Regions from separate parts of the Drosophila melanogaster genome. Here region 1 is linked to region 2. The links are chromatin contacts, called in public Hi-C maps. All regions are on one chromosome and are shown on one strand. The core of a region is the stretch at or near the end of the contact, and the rest is flanking DNA. Distances in the headings are between cores, read along the strand shown. Region 1 holds the start of bor (belphegor). Region 2 holds the start of Mhcl (Myosin heavy chain-like).

What was found. A called contact is a pair of places that touch in the nucleus more often than the background predicts.
Region 1: a Hi-C map of the Kc167 cell line shows a contact between it and region 2, with 2.7 times the contacts expected there. A contact is called at or near these places in 12 of 107 Hi-C or Micro-C datasets (the D17-c3 cell line, the Kc167 cell line, the OSC cell line and 5 more).

Annotation. Positions count from the first base shown.
Region 1 is chr3R:16,262,210-16,266,100 of dm6, forward strand. bor (belphegor) reads right to left here and starts at 1,906. Exons shown (of 6, transcript NM_001260206.1): 1 at 1,861-1,906; 2 at 1,521-1,807; 3 at 938-1,412; 4 at 53-877. The coding sequence starts at 1,743. It overlaps asun (asunder), which reads left to right and starts at 2,062. Exons shown (of 3, transcript NM_079655.4): 1 at 2,062-3,714; 2 at 3,779-3,891. The coding sequence starts at 2,144.
Region 2 is chr3R:16,096,201-16,100,046 of dm6, forward strand. Mhcl (Myosin heavy chain-like) reads right to left here and starts at 2,561. Exons shown (of 18, transcript NM_169701.3): 1 at 2,431-2,561; 2 at 936-1,420; 3 at 55-873. The coding sequence starts at 1,388. Akt (Akt kinase) reads left to right here and starts at 3,028. Exons shown (of 7, transcript NM_001300425.1): 1 at 3,028-3,460.

The sequences.
Region 1 (3,891 bases), core at 656-3,155, 170 kb after region 2:
GTGAACAATTATCAAAAAATGTTCCAACTGCAAGAGCTCTTGCAATACTCACTTGGCACCCGCAGCGGCAGGCTGCAGCACATATTTGTCGAAGTACAAGCGCAAGAGGCGTTCCCGTTCCTCCAGGCCAGGCAGCGTGAACTCCACCATTTCATCCAGACGATCGTTGATGGCATAATCAAACTGCTCGGGAGTGTTGGAGGCCAACACAAGCATGAACTTGGGATTCTGCTCGGAAGTGCGGTACAGGAAGGCGTTGAGGGCGGCACGCAGATCCTCCGAGATCTTCTCAGAAGAACGTTTGCGTAAGAATGCATCCGCCTCGTCCACAAAGAGCAGAAGTCCGCGGCGTGAGGTGTGCGACCAGTCGAACACCTTGTGGATGGCGGTTACGCCCTCCTTGCCCATGGGCGCCACATCGCCACCGGTCATGATGGCAAAGTCCATGCCAGAGTGTTCGGCCAGCTTCTTGGCGAACATGGTCTTGCCCGTTCCTGGCGGCCCGTGCATCAAAACATTCCTGTACATGCCCTTGTTGATACGTGTGTTCTTTGTGGCGATGGCAATGTCACGAAGCCGTTCCTCCAGCTTCGGATTTAGCACAACGCCCTGCAGCGCATCGGTCGGCTTGGCGCGCAGCCTCTTCAGGTAGTGCAGCGGGTTCTTAAGGGCGTCCAGAAAAGCAAAGCGCGACGTCTCGCCAACTAACGTAGGTTTACCAATGCGCGCCTCCACATATCGAGAGACCACTCCAGTGGCGCCCTTGGCCGTGTACACACCCAGGGCCAACAACGAAAGTCCTCCGGCGGCGGTCAGCACCTTGTCCCAGTCGGTAAGCATAGCCTCAGCACCGGCACCGATAACAGTACCAGCGGTTCTGTGAATAAGTAACACAAAATCAGTTATTTCATCCTGCCTAGTTTGGGGTATCACTCACTTGATGCCCTCCAGTACGGTTGTTCGATGCTCCTGCGCCTTGAGACGGATCTTCTCCAAATTAATATCCCGGTTCTCGCGATCCACTCGTGCCTTGGCGCGCAGTTCGTGTTCTAGAAGCTTAAGCCGGTTCTTCTCCTTCATCTCGATCTCGTGCTCGATGGTCTGGCGCCGCATGGCCTCTTGACGCTGGACGCTCTCCTCCTGCTTGCGCAGGTTTTCCTCCTGTACGCGCTGCTGCTGCAACAGCTGATCCTCATACCGCTTGCGGGACAGCTGATCCTGGTATTGGGCACGCTGCTGCTGCTGCTTGGTCTCCTCGATGAGAGTTTTGCGGCGCTCCTCGTGGTCGATGCGCTTCTGCTCGACCTTGGCCTGCTCGATATGGGCTTCGTACTCCTTGACCTTGGTGTTGTACTCCGTTTGGCGGGTGGCCTCCTGCATCTTGGACAGCTCGAGGGCCTCCCGGGCGTGTTCTGCACAAGATTAACATGGGTTATGGACATGGACTCTGACGCATACGCACGTTGTGATAGCGTGGCGCATGCCGGTTATGCAATTGGCTGATGAAATTTTGTTCTTACTTGAGCGCTCCAGGGTTTTGGCAGCATCCGCTGCACGTTCCAGCGCCGACGAATCGAAGCGGTACGCTTCCATGGCCTTGCGCTCCGCCCGGCTCAGTTGCGAATCCCCGGACTTCTCGCCGGCCGTCCTGCCCTCCGGATCGGCAGCTCCTCCTCCTTCCGAAAAGCCGGCGGTCTGATCCGGCTGAGGCTGTTGGCGGTTCCTGCCCAAAAGCCACGACATTTTCCTAATATGTTGGCTTGCGCTTCTCGCGCTTTTCACTCAGTGTATGGGAAAAAAAAACAATCTAGAAAATATTATGAAATTTAGACAGCTTTCGCTTAACAACGTGATTCTTACTACTGAGCAGCGCTGCCAGATTCGGTAAATTGGAGACGGACAAATTGAAATGAAGTTATAAATACATCGATATATTTTTTTTAAATGTGTGCTTTTTTGTTGAATTTGAGAAAAGAGCTTTTTAACACAGTTTAGTAAATTTAAAAAAATAAAAAAAAATTAGCTGTGGTGAATTTGGAATTCGAAAACAGCTGTTCGTGGTGAACAAAGATTGTAAACAATTAGGATTCAACGTTTGCGTTTGTTTGATTTCCCGGCAATTTAAGTTGTCCACGAGTCCACCATGTTCGAACGCAACCAGAAGACCATCTTTGTGCTGGACCACACCCGATACTTTAGCATCGCCAGCGAGGAGTACATCTCGATGGACTTCCTAAAGGGAAAACCATCTGCAGACGGCGGCGCAACAGGAGCGGCGGGAAATGCAACCGGCAGCGGTGGATCCCAATTCAGCAAGAGCCTGTGGACATGCGCCTGCGAATCCTCCATCGAGTACTGCCGCGTGGTCTGGGATCTCTTTCCCGGCAAAAAGCATGTGCGGTTTATTGTCTCGGACACGGCGGCGCATATCGTGAACACCTGGAGGCCCAGCACGCAAAATATGGCGCACGTGATGAACGCAATGCTAATTGTGGGCGTGCCGTCGCGCAACGTACCCACATCTTCTGACTACTCGGTAATCCATGGCCTGCGGGCCGCCATCGAAGCGCTGGCGGAGCCCACCGATGAGCAGTTGGCGGCAATGGCCGACTTTGGGACCGACGAACTGCCGCGCATTCCCAACAAGGGTCGCGTCATCTGCATAACTTCAGCGCGTGACAATACCAGCATGAAAAGCCTGGAGGACATCTTTAACACCGTGCTGGTGCAGCAGAACACCCTAGCAGCTCCGCCCTCCAAGAAGGGACTGGTCATCGACCATTGCCACCTAGTTATCCTCAACATTGTGCCGCTGGGCGTTGAATCGTTGGTTACCAATCGCAGCCTGCTCAAGATATCGCCGCTGCTTGATGTCGAGATCCACACAGTCAGTGCCCCGGATATTTCCTATAAGCTGACGCACCTCATACTGAACCATTACGACCTAGCTAGTACCACGGTGACTAACATACCCATGAAAGAGGAGCAGAACGCCAACTCCAGCGCCAACTACGATGTGGAAATCCTGCACAGCCGAAGGGCCCACTCCATCACCTGTGGCCCAGATTTCAGTCTACCCACGAGCATCAAGCAAGGTGCCACATACGAAACAGTGACTCTTAAGTGGTGCACACCGCGCGGTTGCGGCTCTGCAGATCTACAGCCCTGTCTGGGTCAGTTCCTCGTGACACCGGTGGACGTCACCTCGCGGCCCAGTTCTTGCTTGATTAACTTTCTGCTTAACGGACGTTCAGTCTTGCTGGAAATGCCGCGCAAGACCGGCTCAAAGGCCACCAGCCATATGCTTTCTGCACGCGGTGGCGAGATCTTTGTGCACTCCCTGTGCATCACGCGCTCCTGCATGGATGAGGCTCCATCAATTACTGATGGCCCCGGAGGACGTGTCTCGGACTATCGCACCGCCGAACTTGGTCAACTGATCAAGATGTCGCGCGTGGTTCCGCTCAAGGTTAAGGATCCATCTGCTCCGCCCTTGACGCGCCGGTTGCCTCGCTACTTCCCCCTGACCACCAGCTCTTCGATTCTGTTCCATCTACAGCGACACATCAGTTGGCTTCCGCATTTTCTCCATCTTTTAGTGAAGGAAGACATGGATAAGCAGGACGAGGTGCGGTGCCAGCAGCACATTCACGAGCTGTACAAAAGCGCCTCGCGTGGCGATGTCCTACCATTTACCCACACCAATGGAGCAAGGTAAGCAATTTATAGATATCTTTTATATATTTTCAATTTTTTATATTTAATTAACTCATTTCAGACTAAAGCTTTCCAAGGCCAAAGACCAGTACCGCTTGCTGTACAGGGAACTGGAGCAATTAATTCAACTAAATGCCACCACAATGCACCATAAAAATCTGCTGGAAAGCCTAC
Region 2 (3,846 bases), core at 1,311-3,810:
CTTATTTTAGCGTATGCACATAAAAGGAATTAGGAAATTCTTAGAACAACATACCTCCACGGTGACAGCCTCTCCGCTGTTCCGTATCATCTCAATTATGATCTCCCGCGGCAGTTCCCCAACCGGCGTGCCGTTGACCTTGATTAGGCGATCGCCAGGCAAAAGACCTGTGGCTCCGCCACCAGCACCTGGCTCGGCGAATATAACCGGCCTGAAAATGGGCGAAGTCAGGGACTCTGTTCTGTCCAAACAGATGGCCTTGCGCAGGCTAAAGCCGAAGTCCTGGCGCGGAGACTTCTGTCGCCTGATCACTAGCTGCCTTGGTGGGGGAAGTTTTACTAGCTGCACTGGCGGCAGCGGCAGCTCCACATCCTCGAAGGCATGGACGCGGGCCCAACGGTCGATGCCTTGGGACTCGCCGACGGGACTCAGCGAAAATGGGGGTGTGGCGAAAGAGGAGTTTGTGGTATCTGTGAGACTGTCGGCGCTGGGCGACGGCGAGGTGAGCACATGGAGGTGCGATCCTTGACTGTTGCCCTGGGGTAAAGCTCCATAGCGGGCGTTGGCCGGCAGGGTCATGGCCCGTTGTTGACCTCCTGTCTGCTCTCCATCGCTGCGCAGGCTCTCCACGGAAGTGAACGAGGTTCCATGCTGACTGGAGTTCGAGCCGATCGAACCAGCTCCCCTGGCAGCTCCCTCGTAAAGGGATTCATTCTGAAAGGTGTTGCGCAATAGCATCTCTGGCGTGCCACCTGCTCCTCCGGCACTACCCGCAAAGCTAATCTCCTCGTGGACATTGGTCATATTACTGCGGGAGCCTTTCAGAATGCCACGCTTGGGTGGTTTTGGGGGTATAGGTGGAAGAAAGCGATTCTGGAATGTGGAAGCAAAGTTTTTCAATACGATTTCGGATAAGAAAACGACAAAGACCTCACCTTGAGCCCTCCAGAGAGGAGAGAATGTGTGACCTCGCTGTAGTTGACACTCACGCCGGCGCCATTGGACGCTCGGCTCTCGATGTGCGTCATCACAGATGCTACAATCTCCTCATTGCCACGATCCTGCTCGGGATCTGCAGCTCCCACTGCTCCTCCGTTGCTTCCGCCGTTTGCATCTGCATTGAGGGCGGCAAAGAAGTCTGCGCTATAGTCCGCCGTAATTCCGCTCGGCAACTTTTCCTTCTCCTTGCGTCGCCCTCGGATTTTAAGCGATCGGCGCACCTCGTCCAGGCGGAGCAGCTCGTCGGTGCTCATGCTGCCGGTGACGCCAGTCACGCCTCCCATTCCCGGGCCACCAGAGGTGCCCTTAGCCTCTTTGCGCAGTTTTTTTTCGCGCTTGCGACGCTCCTTGTCCTCATCCCCAGCGCTCTTCTTCATAAAGTTGAACATCTTATGTGGTGTGTGGGGTCCTTAGGTGCTAGCTGCGGAAGGGGGGCGTTGGTGGGTTAATGCGAAGTTCAAGGGCGTGACCAAAAGTCTGGACTAATTCGATTTGCACTGTTCTCTTTGCTGCGCTCTATCCAGGGGTGGATCTAGACAAACGTGCAGGGCATACCGTTCATTTCCAAACTTGAAATTACAACTTACATTTTTAAAATCAGTAACACAATTTTAATTCACTGAATAGTTTAAAGTACGGTATTTATGTGATTTGATTTTACAAAAACATTTAAGGTGCCCATAATCCACGTTTAAGGTCCCCTGGATTTCGCCCCTGTACTGCTCAGTCCTGTTCTCTTCGTATTGCTATCTCGCTCTTACAATTGCACAGCCACTTCGAGCAATGCACCCGCCCGCACAACAACCGTTATCTTGCCACGGTGTTTGTGTGAATGTGCACATTTGCAAATCACATAAACAATGGCATATTTCTTCACTTTTGCACCCACATTTCTTCTGCTGCGGTGGCGGCTTTACTTTTGTCATTGAGTCGTTGCCATTTGCCCTGTTTCTGTTATTATTTATTATTCAATTATGCGCTTTCTTTTCCACAGCTAGCATACATTTGTTTTGTTTTCACACGGTAACACACACACACACAAAGAAAGGGGGGCTCGTGGCTGCGTTGGTATTGATTGCTCGAGACTGCACTCTTCCCTTCTCTCTACACCATCTCTTCATATTTTTCATTTCTCCAACTAATTGAATGCAACCGATTCTGCCTCATTACTTATGCTCATGCTTTTCCAATTGCTCATATTCGGCGAACGCTCTTATTCGGCCACAGCCCACAGTGATACACACGATAGGCAGAAAAAGAAAGTTGAGAGTCAATAACACCTTTGTTTTTGCACTTTTCTACGCCTTTTTTGATAACACACACAAACATTGGGAGGGACTCACGCACACACAGTCGCGCTGGAGTCGTTATTTGTTTATTTGAAAGTGGCATGCTATGTTCTCCCTTCCGATTGGGTTGCAAGTTATTTACCTCGTTTTGTGCCAATGGGGCACTTTATTCGCTACTCGTTTTTTGTTTTTTTTTCGGATTCAAAGGAGACTTCGCGTTCTGCATAAACAAATCTGAGCAAGAGTGCCCAAAGAGGTGAATATCAAATTTGATCTGGGAAACTGGAAAAGAGAACTGACTTTTTCTAGCTACTTACACATGGTCATACTTATCAGAGTATCTACTTAGTGCGGACAGGAACCATATATAAAATTGATAGGGCTTCCAAATTTTTGATCAATTATGCTTTGAAAAGTTATAACAATTTGTCGATATAAGAAATAGTTTTGTATACATAGCATATAAAATAAAGTTTTTAAAAATGAATTTAATAACAATACAGCATTATTATTAATCTGCAGTTCATACATTCAAATTTGAAGTGAATTCTAGTTAAAGAGTCGGCCTAGACAGTCAGAAAACAGAACTATTGCCTTCTAAAACATTTAATTTAAATTTAAGGGATATTTGCGCGTTGTACAGCTCTTAAATAATGTCTCTCTCTGGCATCTTTCCACCGTAACAGTCGCCTAACTATCGCTAAAACAGGTGGCAACGCGGATCGAATCAGTTATCGAGCCAGTTATCGAAAAAAAGTGAAGCGTAAAAACTAAACGGTACTTGGAAAATTTACTTTGCCTGTGTGCGTGCTTCTGTTTATGAAAACTACGTTTTTAAGCATTTGCAATTGATGCAACGTTGCTTTGGAAGGCAAGAAAACACCAAGTGGAAACGCCCGGGTGGCGGAAATCGACTTCCAGTGCGCGAGTGCGAGATTGTGTGTGTTTCGTTCCGTCCTCTGGTGTCTGGCACCTTAACACAACAACAACTACAGCAGCAGCAGCAACAACAACAATAGCAAGCAGCAACAACAACACACGCACAATAATAAGAAGGCCTGTGACGTTGTCGCTGCCGTCACCATCTAAAGGAAAATACCAAAACGAGTAGGAAAACAAACCGCAGTGCAGTAGGGAAAGCAAAAGTCGGGTTTTTTTTTTTACAAAACTAGGTGGGTTCTTGTATTTTTCACCAGCATTTCCACAATTTCCATTTCCACGAAGTGATTTGACATGTTGCGCTGCTAGGTCGCCGCTGCCCACACACACTCGCACACTCGGTGGTTCACTCACTCAGCCACTCACACCCACACGGCCAGACAATCACACGCACACGGCCAGACACTCACACATACACTCACACTCATACACCTTTGTGGCAGACACGCGTACTGTCTGTCTCCCTCCCCCTCGCACCCACAGTCTGGCCTCACTCGCACTTTGCAATGCAGCCCTGTCTGTGTGACTGCCTCGGTGTGCGAGCGCCTGTCCGCTTATGCCTGTGTGTGTATTTTGTCGATTTTTATTTTATGTACATTTGTTTACAGTTTTAGATAGA